Regions from separate parts of the Macaca mulatta genome. Here region 1 is linked to region 2. The links are chromatin contacts, called in public Hi-C maps. All regions are on one chromosome and are shown on one strand. Each heading gives the region's core, a stretch centred on a gene start, on an enhancer-like site or on the middle of the called end of the contact. The rest is flanking DNA. Distances are from core to core; before and after follow the strand shown. Region 1 overlaps FNBP1 (formin binding protein 1). Region 2 holds the start of GPR107 (G protein-coupled receptor 107).

Region 1 (3,819 bases), core at 315-2,814, 170 kb after region 2:
TTATGGTTTTTCGATTTTTCGATTGCTCTCTGTTAAATATTTTCATAACTCCCCCCACAGAATACATGTGTATAGACTGCAACTTAAAAACTCAAAGCAGTACTTGAATGAGTTGTTTTAATGTTGTACTTTTATCTGTTTGTTTTATGGGTTCTCCTGCTGCCTAATGACCTTTCTGTTTTTATAACTGCCGGAAAGCCGCGAAGCGTCTCGCACGGGGAGCTAGGTCCCCGCTGCGGCTCCGCACTGGAGTTTATTAGAAACTCTGGGGTTCTGAGTAAGTTTTGTTTGAATACAGCAACATGATTGTCTCTTTCTATTCTCATTCTAAAAGAAAAGACTCTGGCATCTTTTAGTTGTACCCTCATATCCGCCTCTCTAATAAATGTTATATTTTTTCTCAGTATTGTGTATTTTAAGTGACTTTTCATGTTTCCAAGAAAATTATTCTGTGTAATGTGAATATTTAACTCTTTCATCTCCAGTAATAGGGAATTTTCTAGCCCAATGCTTTTTTAAAAATTCTGCCTCCCGCCCCCACCTCCTCCTTTTTAAATGACGGCACCTCCCGCGTCTGATCCTTTGTGCACTCAGGGCCTGAGAAGTCTGTGTTTCTTTTGTTTCTTTTCTCTCTCCTTGAGATGACGAGCTTTTCACGGTTTATTGCTGAATGAATACAGAACGACAGGTTTTGCTTTTCACCAAAGATTTTACATTGTGCTGCCAAAGACCCAAGAGTTTCCTTCTGAGAGAATCGGGCCTTCATGTTCCTTGTACCATTCTAGGAAACGGATGCATTTCTTTTCTCTTCTTTTTGGAGTCGAGGTCTCCCTCTGTCGCCCAAGCTGAAGTGTAGCAGCGCGATCCTGGCTCACTGCAGCCCCGACCTCCCTGGGCTCAAGCCATCCTTCCAACTCACCTTCCCGAATAGCCGGGACTACGGCAGTGCCAACGTGCCGGTTAATTAAACAAATTTTTTTGTAGAGATGAGGTCTGGTTATGTTGTGGCCCAGGCTGGTCTCGAACTCCTGAGCTCATGTGATCCTCCCTCTTCAGCCTCTCAAAGTGCTGGGATTGTAGGTGTGAGCCACTGCACCGGCCTCCGTTTTTTTTTGTTTGTTTGTTTGGTTGGTTTTTTTTTTTTTTTTGAGATGGAGTCTTGCTCTGTCATCCAGGCTGGAGTACAGTGGCCCAATCTTGGCTCACTGCAACCTCCATCTCCTGGGTTCAAGCGATTCTCCTGCCTCAGCCTCCCAAGTAGCTGGGATTACAGGTGCCCACCACCACATCCGGCTAATTTTTGTATTTTTAGTAGAGACGGGGTTTTACCACGTTAGCCAGGCTGGCCTTGAACTCCTGACCTCGTGATCTGCCTGCCTCAGCCTCCCAAAGTGCTGGGATTACAGGCGTGAGCCACCACGCCCGGCCCTGGCCTCCGTTTCTTACTTTCTCTCTAAACTTGTAAGAAAGATGAGCTGGGGCGGATGGCCTCATCAGTCTCCTGTTTGGGCTTCTCTTAACCCTGAAGGAAAGACCAGCTAAAGGCTAGAGAGAAAACCGTGAAAGTTCCTCATCTCAGACCTGCCCTGTGGTAACCAATTGCTCTGAGATGCCCCCTCCCACCCCTTCCCTCCCCTCCCACTACCCTCCCCTCCCAGGGCGGTGCAGTTTGTAGCCAAGAGCAAAATGCCCGCCTGGAACCCGCGCCATCCTCTCTAACGGCGAGTTTCTCTTTCTGTTTCTCTTTGTGTTGTAGATTCCTAGAGGGGAGTGCCTGCGAGCCTCAGGTGAACCTTCCTGGAGGAGCCTCCGTCTGCTTGTCCCCACAGGCCTCCAGTGCCCTGCCCTGTGGACGGCCCATCCCTCCGCAGCCCCATCCCTGCGGGGCGGTCTCTCTCTCTACAGCATGTTCCCTGCGGCCCTGCCCTCCCGCCCAGCCCGGGCCACCTCGTGGGGGACAAGCCTCGCCAGCGCCCACCCCCACGGCTCGGGTCAGTCCTCGTCGCTCCCCCAACCCACCCCGCGCAGGCCACTGAGACGGTGGGACACACACCCCCGCCTGCTCCTTCCTGGGCCCTCAGTCCACCCGGGCCCGTCCTGGCGGCCCTTCCGCGCTTCACACAGTGCCTTTAGTGAAAATGTCATCACGGGTCCCCTGAGGAGACAAGGCAGGTCCGGCGCACACCAGGCGGACTGAGCACTCGATGTCATCCCTGTGTCCCCGGCTGTCTGCTGTAGAAAACGCTTCCTCTTCTCCCGAGTCTGTGAGGTCCTCAGTGGTCCTTTTTGGATTCTAGGCTTGCACCTCATACTAAACATTGACCCTTTCACTATCCCCTCGAACTGAGAGCATCTGGTGGGCGGGGGGCAGGTGCACACACACCCACAGGCACACCCACCAGTACACACGCGTGCGCACACATTTTGGTTTGGCGCCCTGTTTTCAGTGGCCTGGGAAGGTCCACGCTGGAGGTCGAATTCCAGCTCGCCTTGTTGGCTCACCTGTGTCCACCGGCTGTGAGGAGCCCACGCCTGTCCTCTGCGTCACTTCCCTGTCCCTGAGAACTGTAGACCATGTGCTTGTGAGCGAGGCCCTCCCTCCCCTCTGCACCGGCTCATTGGAAAGCGAACATCCTCTCCTTTCCAGGAGCCCCAGGATTAGCATCTGAAGAGGTTAGCACTTCTTGTTGTTTTGTTTTGTTTTGTTTTTGAGACGGAGTCTCGCTTTGTTGTGCAGTGGCATGATCTTGGCTCACTACAACCTCCGCCTCCTGGGTTCCAGCAATTCTCCTGCCTCAGCCTCCCAGATAGCTGTGATTACAGGCGTGTACCACCACACCTGGCGAATTTTTGCATTTTTAGTAGAGATGGGGTTTCACCGTGTTGGTCAGGCTGGCCTTGAACTCGTGACCTCAGGTGATCCGCCCGTCTCAAAGTGCTGAGATTACAGGCGTGAGCTACTGCACCCCACCAAGGTTAGCACTTTAATCACCAAAGACCCCGTGCCTCTCGTGGTCCGTTGAGGGATCCCGCCGCCACCACCCCATTTATCACCTGCTCTTCAGGTCATGTGGAATTAGTTGAGTTTGCTTTTAGAGCTAAGTTTCTTTCCCCGTGTGGGTCTTTGAGGAAAACTTGAGATCCCCTAATCTGTGGCCCCCCACACCTTAGAGCAGAGCAGCCCCTCCTCTCATTTGGTGCAGAAACAGTCAAGAGGAACCATTGGCTGAGAGCTCCTGTGACTGAGAGCGCCACCGAAGCCTAGGGATGGCGTCAGGCGGCTTTATTTGCTTGGCTTTGTAACTTAGGTGGTCCCCTCAAGCATCCTCGGTTTCTCTTGCTGTTTACGAATGTGAGACAAGGAAGTCCTATAGAAGCCAAAGGGACAGGGACAGAAAGGACAGGTCCCAAGGGATGGGGCCGTCTTTACTCGTGGAAACCAGGAAATTGCTCCTCTCAGCCAACCAGGGTTGACCACACAGCACCCTTCCGGAGCAGCTCCGCCAGCCCTCCGGGACGAGAAGCCACAAGCACGGAGGCCCAGGCAGGTGAAGAGGAAGTGGCTTCGGGTTTTTAAAGTGGGTGAGCATGAGCCTCTCTGACTGTTTCTTCCCTGGGGGACTGCAAACCGCCCACTGAAGGCTCAGGGCTGCGGCAGAGCCATGGGCTTCCGGTCCCTGCAACCCGTGACCTAAGCGTGGTGCACCCATTACATGCAGGAGGACCAACTTGACAGACAAAAGACAAGCTGGGATGACTCAGGGTGAGAAGAGTCAGGGCCGCGCCTCTGTCCCTGCAAACCAACAGGTGCATGGAGAG
Region 2 (4,245 bases), core at 937-3,436:
ACGTACTTTTCTGGAGACAGGTTCTATAGCTCTCAATTGATTCTCAAAAAGAGCCAAAATTCACTTACCCCACCCTCACCCCTGTGATTGAACCATTTTAATCAGGATAATTTTTATTTACAAACAACAAAAGTTGTTACCAAAAAGCATGGTTGTATGGATCTCGTCAGGCTTTTATTTATTTATTTTCTTGACAGAGTCTCGTTCTTTCGCCCAGACTGGAGTGCAATGGCACAACAATCTCTGCTCACTGCAATCTCAGTCTCCTGGGTTCAAGCAATTATCCTGTCTCAGCCTCCCAAGTAGCAACTGGGACTACGGGCATGTACCACCATACCCGTCTAATATTTCTATTTTTAGTAGAGACGGGTTTCGCCATGTTCACCAGGCTGGTCTCAAACTCCTGACCTCGGGTGATCCGCCCACCTCGGCCTCCCAAAGTGCTGGAATTACAGGCCTGAGCCCCCGCGCCCAGTCATGTCAGGTTTTTAATTTCATTCTGTATTCTTTAATTCTACATTAACAAAATATAATGCTTCATAGTTTGCTAAAACGATGTGTTTTTACAAGACAAACTTTCTATAGTTTCACTTTTTTTTTTTTTTTTTTTGAGACAGAGTCTCATTCTGTTGCCCAGGCTGGAGTACAGTGGCAGGATCTAGGCTCATTGCAAGCGCCGCCTCCCGGGTTCACGCCATTCTCCTGCCTCAGCCTCCTGAGTAGCTGGGACTACAGGCGCCCACCACCAAGCCCGGCTAATTTTTTTTTTTTTTTTTTTTTTTAGTAAAGACAGGGTTTCACCGTGTTAGCCAGGATGGTCTCGATCTCCTGACCTCGTGATTTGCCCGCCTCAGCCTCCCAAAGTGCTGGGATTACCGGCGTGAGCCATGGCGTCCGGCCTACAGTTCCACTTCTTAGAAGACTGTATGGTATAAAAATAATGTACAAGAGTTTGGGTCGTAACAATTTACTTTTCTATGTCTCTAATTTTCTGTTTCTCTATATATTTTGAGAGAGGGTCTTGCTCTGTGGCTCAGGCTGGAGTGCAATGAGTAATCACGGCTCACTGCAGTCTCAATCTCCTAGGCTCAAGTGATCCTCCTGCCTCAGCCTCCCCAGAAGCTGCAGGCGTGTGCCACCACATCTGGTTAATTTTTAATTTTTTGTAGAGACAGGTTTGGGGAGGGGGTCCTTACCATGTTGACCAGGCTGGTCTCGAATTCCTGGGCTCAAATAATCCTCCTGCATAGGCCTCTCAATGTTGGGATTACAGGCATGAGCCAGGGCGCCTGGACAATTTCCCAGATATAGTAACCTGCTGAACCACCTTAGGGTGCGTTTCAGCCTTAGAGGTCTCTTCTCTGCTAGTTATAAAGCAAGATCCAGGGGATCATTCTAGGTTTATCAAAAATCTCTCTTCCCTAGACAATGACGGGATAGAGGAAGAAAAAGCAGGCCCTTTGATTAGAGACACATTTTAATGCTGGCTTTAAATTCTCAGTCACGTGTTTTAAGCAAGATTTGAAATTCCTTCCGAAGAGTCTTGCTCCAGAGAGCGCCCTAAATCAAAATAGGAAACTGAGGCTAAGGTTCCAAATACCTTCAAACCGCCGGTACAGTACAAGGGCACGGAAGAGCGGAGACCGCGGACAAGGAAAGCCAGCATAAAAGCTGGAGGGGAGAAAGGAGAAGGGCGAGCGGGCTTCCATGAGTGAGGAATTCAGACAACCCAGCAGGGATTTTAGAGCAGCCTGCCGAGTCCGTGGGGGCTACGCCACAGTTCAGCCCCTTCCCCTCCCTCAGTTCGAGTCTTCCCGCCCCTGCCGGTCAGCCTCAGAACCCCAGCGCCGCCCAGACCCGCCTTCCCCACAGACCCTGCCACCTGTCAGTTTGAAAGGCCGCGGCCAGGGACAAAGAGATGGTCCAGTGGCTCAGAGGTCCCCAATGGGCCAAAGTTGCCCTAAAACCCGGGGGAGTGGCCTCGGCCTCCGCCCCCCGGCCCGGCCTTGCCAGGCTTTACCTTGAGTGCCAGGTGATGGACGCGGCCCAGGCCAGGCGCGGCCAGCAACTGCAGCAAAGCCAGCATCGGGAGCAGCCGGAGGCCGGCGGCCAGCCTAGGACGGCGGGAGGCGGAGGAGCCGACGGGCGCCAGAGCGGCCATGTTTGTTCCAGCATCACCAGCCGCTTCCTCTCCTGCCCACTTCCGGGATTAAAGGGCGCAACCGCCGGAAGGGCTCGGGGAGCGCAGCTCGGCGGCTAGCTCGGCTGAGCCTGTGGTGGTTTTCCTGGAGATTGCAACCTGGGAAGTCGCCGAGGGGCCTATGCTGACCACCTCGGGGCCCTTCGATTGGCTCCCCCGTGCAGACTTTCAGTTTAGCCCAAAGAGATGAAGCCAACCGCTTGGCGGTTGCCATAACAACGGTGGCCGAACCAGACCAGCCCGGGCCTCACCTCCGCCTCTCAGAGCCTTGGAAGCGACCTTGGGCTCGGGACCCCTGACCTCAGGGTCGGAGGATAGGGTGTGTCAGCCGCACGGTGTCTGGCCACTGATTGAACTGATTTCACTGACTGAACTGATTTCACTGAGCGTTAACTTGGAGCGAAATATTTAAAAATTCCTGGCTCGCCGTAGGGGTCCTGTGGTTTTTTTTAATAAGCGCTTCATACTCAAGTATCAGGTGAAATGGTTGCAATAATACGATTTATTGAGCCCTTATGAGGAAATTCGTTAGGCCTTTTGTTGTATTTAATTTTTGGAACAATCTGATGAGCTAGGAGGTAGGTATTATTATTCCTACTTTACAGGTAAGCAAACTGAGGCTCTGAAAAATAAGTCATTTGCTCCAGGTTGAGCTGGGAATCACGCGGAAGCTCTTAACTCCTGTGTTCTTTTTTTTTTTTTTTTTTTTTTGAGACGGAGTCTCGCTCTGTCGCCCAGGCTGGAGTGCAGTGGCCGGGTCTCAGCTCACTGCAAGCTCTGCCTCCCGGGTTCACGCCATTCTCCTGCCTCAGCCTCCGGAGTAGCTGGGACTACAGGCGCCCGCCACCTCGCCCGGCTAGTTTTTTGTATTTTTAGTAGAGACGGGGTTTCACCATGTTAGCCAGGATGGTCTCGATCTCCTGACCTTGTGATCCGCCCGTCTCGGCCTCCCAAAGTGCTGGGATTACAGGCTTGAGCCACCGCGCCCGGCCTACTGTGTTCTGTTGCCTCATGCTATTTCATCCAACCCTGAGTCTGGGTCTTAACATTTTTCTCTTAATTCTATATGGAAACTTTCTTTGCTTTTAGAACTTATGGGAACTTCTTTTTTTTGAGACGGAGTCTAGCTCTTGTCATCCAGGCTGGAGTGCAACGCCACGATCTCAGCTCACTGCAATCTCCACCTTCCGGGTTCAAGTGATTCTCCTGCCTCAGCCTCCAGAGTAACTAGAATTACAGACCTGCACCACCACGCTTGGCTAATTTTTGTATTTTTAGTAGAGACAGGGTTTCACTATGTTGGCCAGGCTGGTCTCAAACTCCCAACCTCAAGTGATCCTCCGGCCTTGGCCTCCCAAAGTGCTGGTATTACAGGCATAAAGCCACCGCACCCAGCCTACTTTGGAGTATTTTTTATCTTTTAAAGTTAAGTGTCATCTTTGAGAATCTCTGGTTTTAAATTTGAATATAATACTGTACTAAAAACAAAATGAGTCCTGGTGGGGTGATTCACGCCTGAATCCCAGCACTTTGGAAGGCTGAGGTGGGTGGATCACTTGAAAATCAGTTCTTTGGAACCAGCCTGAGCAACATGGTGAAACCTGGTCTCTACTAAAAATACAAAAATTAGGCCGGGCGTGGTGGCTCACGCCTGTAATCCCAGCACTTTGGGAGGCCGAGGTGGGCGGATCACAAGGTCAGGAGATCGAGACCATGGTGAAACCCCGTCTCTACTAAAAATAGAAAAAATTAGCCGGGCGCAGGGGCGGGCGCCTGTAGTCCCAGCTACTCGGGAGGCTGAGGCAGGAGAATGGCGTGAACCCAGGAGGCGGAGCTTGCAGTGAGCCGAGATTGCGCCACTGCACTCCAGCCTGGGCGACAGAGCTAGACTCCGTCTCAAAAAAAAAAAAAAATAAAAAATAAATAAATAAATAAAATAAAAATACAAAAATTAGCGGGCATCAAGGCATGCGCCTGTAGTCCCAGCTACTCTGGAGGCTGAGGCAGGAGAATCACTTGAACCTGGAAGGCAGAGGTTTCAGTAA

The links. Hi-C and Micro-C count contacts between places; a contact is called where the count stands out from the background.
Region 1: a contact with region 2 is called in a Hi-C map of fetal cortical plate, with 1.8 times the contacts expected there. The contact joins the enhancer-like site here to the promoter of GPR107 in region 2. A contact is called at or near these places in 4 of 14 Hi-C or Micro-C datasets (blood, fetal cortex germinal zone, fetal cortical plate and 1 more).

What each region holds. Positions count from the first base shown.
Region 1 is chr15:17,720,422-17,724,240 of T2T-MMU8v2.0, forward strand. FNBP1 (formin binding protein 1) reads left to right here. Exons shown (of 17, transcript XR_013405453.1): 16 at 1,757-3,582; 17 at 3,720-3,819. Among named protein-coding and RNA genes, the nearest start is that of USP20, 55 kb to the right of the region's middle. Within about 2 kb of position 1,565, at least 3 of the 40 cell types and tissues checked have an H3K27ac peak or open chromatin away from gene starts, as enhancers often do. A contact at or near this core is called in fetal cortical plate, where this site is marked.
Region 2 is chr15:17,546,259-17,550,503 of T2T-MMU8v2.0, forward strand. GPR107 (G protein-coupled receptor 107) reads right to left here and starts at 2,187. Exons shown (of 20, transcript XM_077967789.1): 1 at 2,021-2,187. The coding sequence starts at 2,161. LOC144335043 (a long non-coding RNA gene) reads right to left here. Exons shown (of 3, transcript XR_013405478.1): 1 at 4,217-4,245; 2 at 3,196-3,384; 3 at 2,241-2,881.